Regions from separate parts of the Sus scrofa genome. Here all the other regions are linked to region 1. Evidence: chromatin contacts called from public HiChIP or PLAC-seq data. All regions are on one chromosome and are shown on one strand. Each heading gives the region's core, a stretch centred on a gene start, on an enhancer-like site or on the middle of the called end of the contact. The rest is flanking DNA. Distances are from core to core; before and after follow the strand shown. Region 1 has its middle 52 kb from the start of NCOR2. Region 2 has its middle 100 kb from the start of SCARB1. Region 3 has its middle 130 kb from the start of SCARB1. Region 4 overlaps NCOR2 (nuclear receptor corepressor 2). Region 5 overlaps NCOR2 (nuclear receptor corepressor 2).

Region 1 (2,884 bases), core at 124-2,623:
AATAACGCCGGGCGCCCCACGCTAATTGGGCCCGGGCGACAGCAGCTCGCAGGTACAGCGTGTCTCTCCCTCCCGCCCCGCCTGGCCCTCCCTCCCTCCCTCGAGCTTTTCCCTGCAAGCGTCCAGGGTGGGGAAGGCGAGTCCAACTGGCCCCCCAACTCCTCGCAAGTCTCTGGGGCTGCTCCCCCAGCATTAGGCCGTGGGGCCTCCGGTTCCAACCCAAGTGGGATCATCTCTGAATTCCAACTTCCCAAACTAGTGGCATCCCAAGTATCCGCACAGCCCGGGGGAGGGACCAGAAGGCGGCCCAATGAGGCGTCACCAGCCGCGGGAGGCAGGCCCAGACACCAGGAACACTGGCCCACGGGGGAGGGGGAAGCAAGGGGCGCCTGTCCCCGGGGACCCCCATCCAGAGCCCTCAGGTTCCTCGCCCAGGAGCGATCACCGCCAGAAACCAGCCCCCCTCGGCTGGCGGGAACCCCACCCCCGTGTGCCTTCCACAGCAGCCAGGCCAGGGAGCTGAGGGTGCCATCTCCGGGGGCTCCGCAAACCTGCGCTGCCCTCTGGAAAATAAGGCGCAGTGTCACCCTCCAAGTGAGAAGCTGCTAGGGTAGGAAGGAAGCGCATGGCGGCATTGCCCCCAGGGCTGTAGCACACGTTGGGGGGCTGCCCTGCGCAGTTCCAGGGCGCCCCCCGCCCGCCTACCCACCCCCACGCCACTTCCCTCCTTCCCGCCCCCTCGCTAGGGAGCTGGAGTTCCCCTAAGTTCCCCGGCACCCCCACGCACGCGGGCCGCAGTGTCGATGGGGCGCCTCGCTCCCCAGCAGGCCACCCCCCGAGAGCGCCAACTCGGGAGCGCAGGGGCCCCGCCAACTCCGCCGCGTGCGCCGCCAGATCTTCCCCGATTCCCCCGGAAGCGCGCCCTGCACCTCACCTCGGCCCTCCGCGGGGACCCCGGGCCCCAACTCACCTCGCAGAGGTGGCGGCAGCAGCACCCGGCCTCGAGGTGCGCTCGGGCCGCCCGGGCGCTCAGGCAAGTGGCGGTGCCGAACGGGCTGGGGGCTCACAGCAGGCCCAGCCTCCAGCCGGGACGCGATCCTCCCGCCGCCGCCTCCTAGGGCGCCAGCCCCCGGTCCCCGGTCCGCAACTTGGCGCGCATCGCGGGGCGCAGGGCGCGGGCGCACGGACTCTGGCGGGGCGCGGGCGGACGCGGGGCTCCGGTGCGGCCGGCCTGCCCGCGGCTCCGCTCCGCGGCGGCGGCGGCGGCGGCGGCGGCGGCGGCGGCGGCGGCGGCGGCGGTGGCGGTGGCAGGGGGAGGAGGGGGCGGGGCGGGAGCCCGGGAGGCGGTGGCTCGGCCTCCCCGCTCCTGGCTCCCCGCCCGCACCGACGCGCCCCGGCCCGGCCCCCTCGGGCTCCTTAAAGGGCCCGCGTCGCCTCCCCCTGGGCCTGCGCGCACCCACTCGCGCGTGCACACGCTGCCACACAGACACACACACACTTGGGCGCCACGCCGAGTTTCTTTTTAGCAGCTCCCCGAAGGAGGAAGGAGGGAGAAAGCGCCTCCCCATCCCGCCCCCTCCTCTCCAGCCCCGGATACTTAACTGGAATCGCGTTTCAGCTATTAAATTATAACTCAGGAGTGGCCTGTGGACGGGGAGGGGGCGTGAGGGGAGGGCCACACACCAGGCCTTTAAGGGACGCACACAGATGCGCAGGGACACACAGACGGAGGAGAGTTCACTCGGAGGCTGTGGCACACAGTAGGGTGCAGAGCTCTCACGAGTGGACGTGCACACACTGGGCCTCTGCAGAGAGGAGGTCTAACCCAGGTGAACACGCTGGGAAACTCGCAACGCTCCGCAGACGTGCGCGTGGCCTGGGGCATAGACTCAGAAGACATAAGGTCACTCACAGATAAACAAACTCCAGGCAGGAATTCGCACACGGAGGCAGTCACACACACTGTAATGTCCGTTTCCAGAGGGCCCGGGTTTCTGCCTATTTGTGCTCTACCCTTTCACAGTAGGGACTCAGTGTGAACTCCCATTTGGGGACTTTCTGGGACACAAATGCACAGACTTGATGCTGCAAGCCTGTGGTCCGGCTCGCAGTGCACAAGCAGGCAGGGTCAGAGACAAGCACACATGTGGACAGTCCCCTGGCACACAGCAGGCTCTCCCAGCTCCAGCAGAAACCCCACTGGTGGCCCTGACAACTGTGTGTCCTCATTTACCCCCTCCTACCCCTCCTAGGTTGCCCTTTCAAACCCAGGGGAGATCTATTTAAACAGTAGAGGGCACTGGCAGCCCCGACCGACCCTCCCTCCTCCTCTGCTTTCCCCTAAGTAGGAGAGTTTGAATTTTTTTTTTTTTTTCAGTTCAACTTTCCTTTTTTGGAGCGACGTCTCAGCAGATTCAGTTCTGCCATCTGCCAACATCTGAGAACCCCCAGGGGGAGTGGGGAATGGCTGTGGTGGGGAGGCCGCCGTGCGGTTTCCAGGGCCCGGGGTGTGCCTCCCGCCGCCTGCCAGCATGCAGGGATTGCCTGCCTCCCTTGTCGCGAAGTGTCCCTCTTGGCCCCCACAAGGCTGCTTGTGTTCTTTTTTCTAGAGAGCATGGGGGGAAACACCTGAGACTGATGAAACCTGGAAAAAAGGGAAGTGTCTGCGGAGGGGCAAGGAGCCATTTGCAGTTTGGAACAGAAGGGAATTGATGTCCCCTCCCTTCACGTTCTGGCCCCACCAGCTCCAGGCTGCCCATGGGAATCCACAGGCAAAAAGCCAGACCTCCAGAAGGAAGGACTAGCCCTTCAGAGGGGCCTGGGGGTTGAGGAGGGAGGGTGGGAACTGGGGAGCGCTCCTCAGCCAGTCTCACCCCACCAGGCC
Region 2 (2,884 bases), core at 230-2,729, 190 kb after region 1:
CTCAGATGACAGAAAGGCAGCCTGCGTTGGAGTCTAGAGGGAGGGGTGTCATTAGCCCAGAGCCCAACACACAAAATGCCACTCTCTTGAACTACAGATGTAACAGCCTCACTTTCACACTTTAACATAATTTCATTGCAGTCTTTGCAATAACGAGTGTCAACTGTGTGCCTTTAAAAGTGTAGAAAAGATGCCGCTTTGGAGAGTGAAAGCATCACTGTCCCCAGCCACACCCACTAGGTCTCTAGCTAAGCTTTGGGCAGATAAAACCTTCCCCCACTAGCTACCCTACCACTCAAAGGAGAAATACCTGGCCTTCTGAGCAAATTTACATGCTGCTTAGCTCCAAGGGCATTTGAACTCACCTCCCCTGATATACACATAACCACTTAAAGCCGGTTTTAGGCACTAGGATATCTGCCAGTGATTCGCAGGGGAGAATGCCCATGCTGTATTTGACAGCGACACCTTCTGGTAGTGTCCGGTTTTACAGCTCAGCTCTACCAGACCTTGGAAATACTTCAATAAACCACGTCCTGAATGTTTGGGTTCCTTCCAGGAGTACTTTGTGACCCATTTGAAAGTCTTTTCAAACTATTTTTCATCTTGAGGTGCATAAAATGTCCTTTACAATCCTCATGAGAAACTGTGAAATCAATGGGGCAGGAATTAGAACTCCTGCTGGAGGTGTTCCCGCTGGGGCTCAGCAGGTTAAGAACCTGACATATCATATATGAGGATATGGGTTGGACCCTGGCCTCACTCAGTGGGTTAAGGATTTGGCATTGCCACAAGCTGTGGCATAGGTCACAGGTGTGGCTCAGATCCAGAGTTGCTGTGGCAGTCACAGTTCTGATTCAACCCATAGATTGGGAACTTCCATGTGCCACAGGTGCAGCCGTAAAAAAATAAATAAGTACATACATACATACATAAATACGTAAATAAATGAATTCATGGTTTAAAAAAAAAAAAACTCCTGTCGGACAGAGAGGGGTACATGCACAGAGAGGCACAAGTGACTTGCCTGAAGGATACAGCATGGCCAGGCCTCTTCCGCAAATGGCTCTAGGTTCCAAACCCTGCCGTCTACCTAATCTCTGAGCCTGATATCATGGGAGAAACCACGTCCTTCCCCCAAACAGATGCTGCTGCCTCAGCCAGAGCCCACAAGGCTGAGCATACCCTGAGCAGGGCCAGAGATCCGTGTCTCTTCTGGAAGTTCCCGTCCCCTAAAATGGAAGAAATTCCAGCAGCCCGGGGAAGAGCAGATGGGGCGGGCCACGGACCCAGACGGAAGAGCCCAGAGACCAGAAGAATGTTCCACAGTTCTGAGAGCCTGCCATGGTCCCAGCCACCACGCGAACGCCTTCCAGACCACACTGTTTCAACCCATCTGCTGAGATGTTTTCCCTGGGGGAGTGGAAGTTGCATTTCGTAATGGAAGTCGGGGAGGTGCATGAGATCTAGTTTGCAGAAAAGTGCATCGTGGCTAATATTGCTCAAACATCTGTCACTTGAAGTGAAAAACAAACATCTCCATCTCGAAGCTCCCCCCACCCCCACTTTCCTCTTCAACCCAGAAGTTTGCAGCAGCTCAGGCTTCATGACGAATGGACCCAGGAGATCTGGAAACACTTCTGAGTCCAGATTCCAAGACACTGCCATTTGGCCTTCGCCCTCAGGACAGACACGCCTGGAACCCTCAGGAGCTGGCACTTGAGCCCTCAGAGGGGAAAGTCAGAGAAAGGGCCCCCACCCTCACTGAAGCAGCAGACCTTAGCCATCCCTCTGGCAAACATCCAGGGAGGCTTCCTGGATCTCTCTTGCCCTCTCTTTGGGGTTTTGTTGTGGGTGGGAGGGAGCCAAGCACTATTTTTAGAAATGGTTATTCGGACTGCTCTTCTTCCCCTCCCATTCGCAACCTCTCTGGAATGAGCCTGGAGGGTCCCCTGCTGGGGGCTTATCTGGGAGACGCTGGGCACGTGCCTGGCATGCAGAGCCTCTTTGTGGATGGAGTTGGGCTTGCGCTGGGGGTTGGAATGAGTCTTTCAATCTCAGGTTCTCCAGAAGCAGCACCCATTTGTACCTGTGGTTGGAAATGATGTTCCTCGAAGCTGGTTTTCCTAGCTTGATTCCAGAAGGGATACTAGAGATGAGGTCTCTGGCGGCTAGTGACAGAAACCATTTCCCAGAATTCCCTGGTGATGCAGGGGGTTAAGGGTCTGGTGTTGTCACTGCTGTGACTTGGGTCACTGCTGTGGTGCAGGTTTGATCCCTGGCCCGGGAACTTCCACATGCTGAGGACATGGCCAAAAAAAACAAAAAAACAAAAAAAAAAACAGTGACAGGTCTTGGTTAACTGAACCACAAGAGATGTTCAGACAGTAGCTGAGAACACATGCCTTGGACCTGGCCATTGAGACTCAAATCCGGACTCTGACACCTGCCAGTCATTAAGTCCTTGGACTTTTACTCTACCTCGGAGCCTGTTTCCTCATGGGTAAAATGAGGACAGCGATGATAAGGCATTTACCTGGGTTATGAGGACAATGAGAGGAGCTCATATCAAGGGTTGAAAACAGGAGTTTCTGTCACGGCTCAGTGGGTTAAGAACCTGACATAGCGTCCAAGAGGATGCAGGTTTAATCCCCGGCCTCACTTAGTGGGTTAAGAATCTGGCGTTGCTGCCAGCTTCACCATAGGTCACAGATGTGGCTCAGATGTTGCTGTGGCTGTGGTGTAGGCTGGCGGCTGCAGCTCTAATTTGACCCCTAAGCTGGAAACTTCCATATGCCGCAGGTGCAGCCATAGAGAAAGAAAGAAAAAAGAAAGAAAGGAAAGAAAGAAAGAAAGACAGACAGACAGACTATACCCTGAGCAA
Region 3 (2,884 bases), core at 253-2,752, 160 kb after region 1:
CCCGGAGGAGGTGAGCCAGGTTTGAATCCTGCCTCTGCTGGGGATCTTCGGCAATGTCTTCACCTCCCTGGGCTTGGTGACCTCATCTTTTGGGAACGTCAAGAAAAACAACAGCTCAAGTCAGCCAGGCCTTTAATGGACAGGGTTAGGGCTGTTGATGTAGAAACAAAGACATCTTGAATTCAGCTTTCGTTGGAGGAAATCCCAGCAGGGCCTTGGCCTTGATGTTCAGAGTGACTCTGCTCCTGCCCCTGGAGGTCCAGCCATAGACAGACCTTCACTGAGGTCTGGCTCTATTCCCATGTCTCTGAATACCTCAAGCAAATCACTTAAGCTTTGAGACTCAGTTTCTCCAACTGTAAAATGGGACACCATGCACCAGTATGACTGGGGGTGCTTAGCTAACATAGATCTGGCACATAGAGATGTTGCTCAAAAGATCAAAGCAGGAGTTCCCGTTGTGGCACAGTGGAAACGAATCCAACTAGGAACCATGAGGTTGCAGGTTCAATCCATGGCCTCGCTCAGTGGGTTAAGGATCCGGTGTTGCTGTGGCTGTGGCGTAGGCCAGCGGCTACAGCTCTGATTGGACCCCTAGCCTGGGAACCTCCATATGCCATGGTGCGGCCATAGAAAAGACAAAAAGACCAAAAAAAACAAACAAAAAAATCATCAAAGCAACTGCTCCTAATTTTTTTTATTTGTCCTTGACTGTGGCATGCAGAAGTTCCCAGGCCAGGGATCGAATCCTGGCGCCAACAGTGACAATGCCAGATCTTAACCCACTGAGCCGCCCAGGGAACACAGCAACTACTCCTAATTTCTAAGGCCAAGAAGAGGTGTCTGAAAAAGGAAAGTGACTAATAGACAGCAAAGGTCAGCTCTTGGTGGGCGTGTCAAGATCCCCCCTTCCCTTTTGGATGAATCAACTTGAACATGGCAATAATAGCCAGCCTTGGTTCTGAATGACCGCAGATGCACAAAATTGGGTTAACCATCGTCTCCTGACTCACTCCCTTTGTTGGTGGGTACCTGGCCGGGTTTTTTTGTTTTTGTTTTCTTTTTCACCGTCTAGGGATCTAATCCGAGCCATAACTATTGATCCACTGCGCCACAGCAGGAACTCCCACCTGGCATGTTTTTTATTTTATAGTTTTGTCTAGCTCTTCACCACTTTCTGTACCTTTGAACTTATTGTTCTGTAATACAATGGACACTCATGTGACACTGTTCCCAGGGCAGGGACAAGACTGTGCCTCATGCAGTTCCCCATGGGTCCCCTCTCCCCAGCCATGTAAGCACCTTTCCTTGATCTCATGAGCAACTATTTTGTCCTCACTTCAGGCCAGGCACAGCACCCAGAATTTACGTTTGTCATTTCCTTGCTTCTTCTTTTTTTTGTTTTGTTTTGTTTCGGTTTTGGCTGCCCACCCCTCCCCCCACCCCCCAGTATACAAACGTTCCTGGGCTAGGGATTGACTCCATGCCCCAGCAGTGACAACACCAGGTCCTGAATTCCCATTCCCTTGCTTCTTTGCATGAAGATTACTGGGGGCATCTGTTTATGTGTGTGTCCACACTTGTGCTTCTCAGGCTTCAGTGGGCTCAGAATCACCAGGACAGCTGTGAAGATAGATTCCAGGCCCCAGCCCCAGAGTGTCTGATTCTGCAGGTCCGGAGCAAGGTCCAAGAATTGGCATTTCTAACACCTTTCGTGGGGACAGTGCCGCCACTGTTACTGGGGACCATACCTTAAGAAGCGGGGCACTGAAGATTATAGTATGGAGTTCGAGTTGTTTGCGAGCATCATAACAAGGGTGTCATGTTATGCGTAGTCTTCTGGGCTAGGTGTTTTCATTCAACCCCAGTGATTTCCTAAGCGTGAATTTGCCTCCGGCGGATGTCTGGAGACATTTCAGCTTGTCATGACTGGTTGGGTGTGGTACGTGACTGGCATCTAGTGGGTAGGCTCCAGGGACGCTGCTCACCATCTTGCGTGCCCAGGAAGCTCCCTGCAACAGAGTGACCCGTGTTCTCAACATCAACAGTCCCAGGAGAAATGGAAACATTTGTTCACGCAAACATCCACACAACGCAAACATCCACACATGCAAACATGTGTATATACTTTAGTTACGAAAAAAGAAAGAAAGAAACAGGAAGCTCCTGCTGTGGTGCAGTGGGTTAAGGATCCAGTGTTGCTGCAGCCATGGCACAGGTCACAGCTGCCGTCTGGATTCAATGCCTGGCCAGGGAACTTCCACATGCTTCGGGTAAGGCCAAAAAAACCAAATGGGAAACAACCCAAATGTCCATTGATGGATGAATAAACAGTATGTGGTCCTTTCAATGATGGAATAGGATTCAGCCATAAAGAGGAATGACATGATGCAACAGGCTACAGTGTGGATGAACCTTGAAAATCTAATGGTGAACAAGAGAACCCAGACATGAAAGGTCCCACGTTGTGTGATGCCATGGATGTGAAATGCCCAGAAAGGGCAAATCCATGGAGACAATAAGTAGATTGGTGGTTGCCAGAGGCAGGGGAGGAAGTAATGGGGTGACCGCTGATGGGTAGGGGATTGCCCTTCAGGGACGATGCAAATGTTCTAAAATTGATCAGGGTGATAAGGACACAGCTCTGTGAATAGACTAAGATCCATTGAATTGCATGATTTAAGAAGGTGAATTACATCGTATGTGAATTCTCAGCAAAACTGAGATTAAAAAAATTAAAATGAGGAGTTCCTGCCGCAGTGCAGGGGGTTAAGGATCTGGCATTGCCACAGCTGCAGTGTAAGTCATAGCTGCAGCTCAGATTCAATCCCTGGCCTGGGAACTCCATATGCCTTGGGGCAGCCAAAAAAAATTTGAAATTAAA
Region 4 (2,884 bases), core at 237-2,736, 170 kb before region 1:
CTTTTAAAGATCAGGTTCCCTCTCATCCTTGCTGTCCAGGCCATGGCTGTTTTCCCATCCCTAGGACGGGGGAAACCAAGGCTCAAGGGATCACAGCAACTCTCAAGCTTGTAGGATGGGCCAGGGGCCCAAGTGGACATCAGAACCCAAGTTTTCTGCTCTCCCGCCTCTGGACCCAGCGGGGTGGGGGTGGTGCTGGACTGACAGGCCACCTGCTCCCCCGTGAAGGCCATGGGGCCACGTGGCTCCTCGGCAGCTCCTCAGGGTTCCTCAAGGACAGGCACAGAGGGGAGGGCCGGGGCGTGGGATCAAGTGTAACCCAGCCCCCTGACCTTTCCTTCTGCCCGCGCCAGCAGCAGCTGCCACTTCCACAGAACCTGGCGGAGGACGACGGGGACGCGTTTATTTATATTTCCCCAGCCGGGGCCAAGAGAACCCAGGCAAACACGTCGGCCGGAACCCCGGTAGGGAGAGGGCGGGTCTCCCATCTGGGCCTGCTGGGGGGTGTGGGGTGAGGGGAACGAGGGCCCAGGGGGTGGCAGGACCCCCCCCACAGGTTGACATTTACAACTCAACACATAAATAAAGAAGCGGCTTAGAGTTGGCTTCGGGCGGGGGGGGGGGGTTTAGGGTCCTAATTAACCTCACTCCTGGAGCAGGAGCTTGGCAGGGGGGGTCACCCAGCTCTCCCCCGAAACTACTGGTGAAGGAACACTGGACTGAGTGGTCCAGAAGCCTTGGCCAGAACTGCTGTGGGGTCTCCACCACCCCCTCTGCTCTGGGGCCTCAGTTTCTTTAACTGCTGTGTGAAGGACTAGGGTGAGTGTCCTAATATTACTGGCCAGGGTCCCTGCGATGGGGGTGGAGAGTTTTCCTTCTGGTTCTGGTTCTGGGAACCCCAGACTGAGGATGCCGGGCTCAGGGTGGTGCTCTATAGGTCCCACCAAGCCTTGGAGACCACCGGGACTAGACGCAGCTGAAAGCCCCCCCCACCCTGTCTACCTGGAGAGAGCACCTCTAAGCATGTGCCAGCCAAGACCCCCAAGACCTGCCTGCCCCAAACACAGACCCAAGCACTTCCCTCCTTCCTGAAAAGACCCAGCCCCACAGCCAGAGGCAGGGGAAGGGGCGCCAAGAGAAAGACGGTGAGATCTCACGGGTTAGAACTCCCAAGTCGCCGGCCCTGGGGGGGGTCCCTGTCACCGTGGCACAAAGCACCCCCCTCATCCCCTCCCCGGAGCCACTCACTCACATCCTCTCATCTGCGTCTCCCCCTCGGCCAAGTTTTCCGGAAACATACGGCTTGGAGGATGCTCCAGGGATCGGAGCTGGGAGCAGCGGGCTGGGAGGCGGGAGGCTGGGCGGCCGTGGTGCCGGCTCCGCAAGGCTTCTGGCTGGCGTCTGCTGGCGGCTCAGCTCTGCCTCACATCCTTCTCGTCCAACGCGCGAGGGAGGGGGGAAGAGGGAGGGGCCGGGCGGTGGGAGGGCGGCAGGCGGAGGCTGGCTCCGGGAAGGGCGGGGAAGCAGCTCCGTGCTGCGCGCCGTGGTGGCCCAGGGCTCCTCCGGCGCTGCCACCCCTGAGCCGTGCCCCCCGCAGCTGCAGGCGTGCGAGGTGCCCTTCGCCGATGGGGGCGGGTGGCGAGAAGCTGTCGGCTGTGTGCTCGGTGCCCTGTGCCAGGCGTCACCAGGAAGCACAGCGTCCTCGCCTCCTTAGGGCACCAATGTGCCCAATACCGGTGCTCAGTCCCCAGACCCCTGACACCTCCCTACTCTGAGGACAGAGTCCAAAGACCCCAGCCTGTCAGGTAGCAGTGCCTGGGCAGCCTCACAGAGAGCCTGGGATCGGCTGATCTTCCTGCTGCCTGACCCAGCGAGGCGCGTCAGGGCTGAATGTGACCTCCAGACGGAGGCTCGCAGGAGCAGGCGGGGCGGGGGAGTGTGGCAGAAGCCCAGGTTCAGAAGGGGCGGGCCAAATTGGCACAGGCTCTCCCCCCCTCCCTCTCTCCCCATCCGTGGCGGTGGCGGCGTCAGCAGCGGTAAGAACAGATGAGGGTTCAGAAAAACAGAGCTTCTCCACCCCAGCAGACAGGAGCAAACAGCTTCTTCCGCTGTCATTCCCCAGTGCTGGTTCCACCTGTGGTCTGCCCCCAACCCGGCCTGATGCTGCCAAGGTGACCAGGCCCTCGAGATGGGGGACTCTATTTGAGGAGCCTCTTCTAAGTGCAAATGAGACCTCCAATCACTGAGGGTGGGAGGAGGGTTTGGAGTTGCTAGAGGGCTGGCTCTCTAGGGCGTCCTCTTTCCTTCCTCACTGAGACACCCGTGACAGCCAGGTCAGCCTGCGTCCCATACAAACACCTGCTATGGACGCCCCAGGCAGCTCCCAGGAGGTTGAAAGTTAACTGGGTTGAACTTTGGATCGAGATCCAGGTCACGACCGATTTCTCCAACTCTGGGGTCATTGACCTGCTTGTCCCTTTGGCCCTCAGCCTTTCCATCCTGCTCACAAAACCCAAGGAACAATAGGCCACAGGTCTCTGAAGCACTCCTGTTCCCGCTCGCCCCCTCCCCGTCGCACATCCTACCCCCAGCCCTCATCCTGGGTTCCGGGCATACCACCAGGGGAGGGCCACACATTCCAACCGTGTGGGGGACCTGGGACGTGCTGCCCACGATCCGTTCTCCTCAAGGGAGGCCAGGTGAGCTTTTAAGGATACCCATCCCATCATGTCACTCCTCTGCTCAGATCTTACAATGATGACCCAAAGCTCTGCAAATAACATCCAAAGACCTCCTCACGGTGCATGAGGGCCAGTCCTGCCCGCTTCGAGCCTGCTCCCTCCTTCTCCTCTTGCTCACTCACTCCAGCCACCAGAACCTCTTC
Region 5 (2,884 bases), core at 109-2,608, 140 kb before region 1:
AGATTTCATTTCCCCACACTGCCCCATCTCCCTCCTTCTATGGTTATCAGCTCATTAAGGGCAGATGCTGGGAACAACTGTTACCCTTTAAAATAACCGCCCGGATCCTGCTCCGACCGCCCTCCCACAGCAAGGAAGTGTGAGGCCTCCAGCAGCTGGGTATTTGCAAAGCTGGGGGTGGGCGGGCACCCCACCTCTGAGAAACAAGATTTAGGGAAACGTTGCTTAGAACACCCAGCATGGCAACTCCAGAAAGTAAATCTTTTCAGGAAGCTTGTCTGGCTCCGCCCTGATGATGTGGAGTCCAATGGCCAACTGTGACCTAGGGCCACATCCAGCCCCCAGACCAGCTCCTTCCTACCTGTGGCTGATCCAGCCACTGCCTAGGCCAGCCTCGTGGGTGCATAAAAGGGGGCTTTCCCATTCTCTGGGATGCTTTGTATCCACCTGCTAACGGGAGCCAGAGCAGAGAGAGGCGCTGCCCCAGGCTGGGTTTGGGGCCAAGGTGGGGTGCAAATGTCTGTGTGTGTGGGGGGGGTGGTTGGCCTAACCCCGGCCTGTGGAAGTTCCCAGGCCAACAATCAAACCTGTGCCATTACAGTGACAACACCAGATCCTTAACCCACTGCACCACCAGAGAACTCCTCGAGTGTCAGTTCTATGTAAAGGTCTACTCAGTGGGGATGAGGACTTGCCAGCCACACGCCAGGGTTGGCATCAGGGTTATCAACATAGAGTGACCATCAGAGGGACTAGAAGGGTCACTTTGTCCAGGACCCCAGAGGACAACCACTCTTGCCCATCCAGCCTTAACTAGGAGGCCAGGCATGGCATATGGCTTCTGGAACCTGAGCCCAATCTGTCAGGATGCTGGCTGCCCTGTCTAAGGAGCGGTCTTTGGAGAAGCCTGCAGTGCACACAGCTCTCCTGGGGTTTCCCGGCCTTAGCTCCACCCCCAGGGCCGGGGCGGGGCCTGTGGCTGCTTCTCCCAGGAGGGAGGAAGGAGGGAAGTGCTCGCAGACACAGTAAGGAAAGCAAGGAGCAAGCAGGCAGAGGCCTCGTGGGCGGGGTGGGAGGGTCCTTCTCCCCGGCCCAGGAGGCCGCGGCAGGAGTGGACGCCAAAAGGGACGGATGGCGCAGGGCTAGCAGGCAGGCACTTACCTTCCTCTCCAGGAATGATGCGATCAGGCCGAAGTTCTTGGGGTGCTGCATGAACCTGTAGGGAGAGAAGGGCGGCCCTGAGACCAGGACGAGAGGAGCTTCCCGGCTGGGCAGCCGCCGAGCTCCCGGGCGCCTGCCATCTCCGCTGGCCCGGCTGGACGGGCGCCGCCCCACTCGGAGCAATTAAGCCCAGGGGGGTGTGGGAAGGGCTGCGGGCGGGACCGAGGGGTAAGAGAGGGCGTTCCTTGGAGTGAGTCACTGGTTTTAGCGCCTTTGAAAATACATTTGTTTGTCCTGCTGGAGGCGGGTTCCAGGAAAAATGAGGACATTACATGCAGCCCTTTGCTGGGGTTCCCCCCCTTTTAAAATCTGCTTTTGTTTCTATCTCCGGCTGGGCCTGGGAAGCTGGGCCTTGCCCGGCCCACTCAGGGGCCCCCACTGGCGAGGTCACAGGGCAGGACTGGTGAGGCCGCCGGGCCTCCCCGGGAGAGGTGGGAGCAGAGGCTCTGGGCGCCCGCAGGGAGGCAGGCAGAAGGCAAGCCAGCCCAGGAGGAGGCAAGAAGGGACTGAAGCTGGAGGGGTGGCGGGGAGCTGGCGCCCCACCAGCTGGCTTCCTGAGCTGCCAGGAGAATTACTGGGAAAGAGCTCGGCCTGGCTGAAATGTCAGGGCCACAGGAGCAGGCGGACAGCGGGGGTGGAGATGTGGGTCAAGGCTGCTCTGGGGCTCTGGGGAGGCTGGGCGGAGCCTCGGCCTGCCCGTCCCCAAGAAGCACCACCGGCCCTGAGGTCTCCCCCAGGGAGAGAAGAGGCTGCTGGCAAGGCAGGGGCCCTGGGACCCCGGGAGGGAGCCTGGGCCAGCGCCTGGCGATCGTCCTGCCCAGCCCTCCAGATGGCTGGGCAGGCAGCCAGGGGGCCCCTCCCCTGCTTCCCAACCAGACACTGGAGAATCCGGAACGGCCTCTTCTCTCTTCCCAGAGGAAGCCGCGAGTCCGAGTCCCAGGCAGGCTTCCCAGCCTAGGAACCTGCCTCAGGCAGTTTGCAAAGCTGGAAACACCCCAACGCCTTTCTTTTCCAGACAGAAAAAATCTTCCCTTCCCCTCCTCTCCCTGCCCAAGTGACACTTCCTTCCCCCCGAATCCTTTCCTCAAGGTTTCCCCAAGCAGAGGGAGAGTCCCCAGGAGACCAGGAATCAAACTTGAGAATCTCTTAGGGCACCTGTTTCACCCCCCTCCAACCTATACCCTCCGCCGACGTTTACTGATTGTTATGCACTGAGCACCTAGAGACGCTGAATAAGGAGACACTGTGACTACATCCATTTTACAGATGTGGAAACTGAGGCTCAGGCAAGGGAAATAGAAGCTCCAAGTCACAAAGCCAGTAACTGGTGGAGTTCTACGCCACTGGTACACAACTGTCAAAGGCCCCAAGTGCTATTAATTCTGCTGAAAACAAGAGGTCTCCGAGAACCTTAAAAGGTGCAAGCTGTCATAGGGGGGCCCCAGCAGATACCTGCCCAGCCTGGGTCCCCCCTTCTTCAGCTACTGGATTAACAGAGTGTGAAATCGTTAGAATAGCGACATGAAAGCTCCAGAAAGGCCAAACACAGAAAGCACCCCCAGAAACTTTTTTTTTTAAAGAAAGCATAAATAAATAGAAATATCAAACACATGAGGGGAAATTTAAACACCAAGCCAACAGTAACTCTTAGCATCCATGACTG

Evidence for each region. HiChIP or PLAC-seq counts read pairs in DNA pulled down with a chosen protein or histone mark.
Region 2: an H3K27ac HiChIP or PLAC-seq map of alveolar macrophages shows a contact between it and region 1. The contact joins two enhancer-like sites. A contact is called at or near these places in 2 of 5 promoter capture datasets (fetal skeletal muscle and liver), 20 of 47 Hi-C or Micro-C datasets (alveolar macrophages, embryonic fibroblasts, epiblast stem cells and 9 more) and 2 of 2 datasets of contacts at active chromatin or transcription factors (alveolar macrophages and skeletal muscle).
Region 3: a contact with region 1 is called in an H3K27ac HiChIP or PLAC-seq map of alveolar macrophages. The contact joins two enhancer-like sites. A contact is called at or near these places in 1 of 5 promoter capture datasets (liver), 6 of 47 Hi-C or Micro-C datasets (alveolar macrophages, epiblast stem cells, liver and 2 more) and 2 of 2 datasets of contacts at active chromatin or transcription factors (alveolar macrophages and skeletal muscle).
Region 4: a contact with region 1 is called in an H3K27ac HiChIP or PLAC-seq map of alveolar macrophages. The contact joins two enhancer-like sites. A contact is called at or near these places in 1 of 47 Hi-C or Micro-C datasets (epiblast stem cells) and 2 of 2 datasets of contacts at active chromatin or transcription factors (alveolar macrophages and skeletal muscle).
Region 5: an H3K27ac HiChIP or PLAC-seq map of alveolar macrophages shows a contact between it and region 1. The contact joins two enhancer-like sites. A contact is called at or near these places in 2 of 47 Hi-C or Micro-C datasets (embryonic fibroblasts and heart right ventricle) and 2 of 2 datasets of contacts at active chromatin or transcription factors (alveolar macrophages and skeletal muscle).

The regions. Positions count from the first base shown.
Region 1 is chr14:28,589,585-28,592,468 of Sscrofa11.1, reverse strand. No RefSeq gene overlaps it. Among named protein-coding and RNA genes, the nearest start is that of NCOR2, 52 kb to the left of the region's middle. Within about 2 kb of position 1,373, at least 63 of the 83 cell types and tissues checked have an H3K27ac peak or open chromatin away from gene starts, as enhancers often do. A contact at or near this core is called in alveolar macrophages, epiblast stem cells, fetal skeletal muscle and 4 more, where this site is marked.
Region 2 is chr14:28,402,031-28,404,914 of Sscrofa11.1, reverse strand. No RefSeq gene overlaps it. Among named protein-coding and RNA genes, the nearest start is that of SCARB1, 100 kb to the right of the region's middle. Within about 2 kb of position 1,479, at least 26 of the 83 cell types and tissues checked have an H3K27ac peak or open chromatin away from gene starts, as enhancers often do. A contact at or near this core is called in alveolar macrophages, fetal skeletal muscle, liver and 3 more, where this site is marked.
Region 3 is chr14:28,426,644-28,429,527 of Sscrofa11.1, reverse strand. No RefSeq gene overlaps it. Among named protein-coding and RNA genes, the nearest start is that of SCARB1, 130 kb to the right of the region's middle. Within about 2 kb of position 1,502, at least 5 of the 83 cell types and tissues checked have an H3K27ac peak or open chromatin away from gene starts, as enhancers often do. A contact at or near this core is called in alveolar macrophages, where this site is marked.
Region 4 is chr14:28,758,458-28,761,341 of Sscrofa11.1, reverse strand. The region is part of intron 18 of NCOR2 (nuclear receptor corepressor 2); the gene reads right to left. Among named protein-coding and RNA genes, the nearest start is that of RFLNA, 81 kb to the left of the region's middle. Within about 2 kb of position 1,486, at least 63 of the 83 cell types and tissues checked have an H3K27ac peak or open chromatin away from gene starts, as enhancers often do. A contact at or near this core is called in alveolar macrophages, epiblast stem cells and skeletal muscle, where this site is marked.
Region 5 is chr14:28,724,580-28,727,463 of Sscrofa11.1, reverse strand. NCOR2 (nuclear receptor corepressor 2) reads right to left here. Exons shown (of 49, transcript NM_001044576.1): 14 at 1,162-1,216. Among named protein-coding and RNA genes, the nearest start is that of NCOR2, 83 kb to the right of the region's middle. Within about 2 kb of position 1,358, at least 57 of the 83 cell types and tissues checked have an H3K27ac peak or open chromatin away from gene starts, as enhancers often do. A contact at or near this core is called in alveolar macrophages and skeletal muscle, where this site is marked.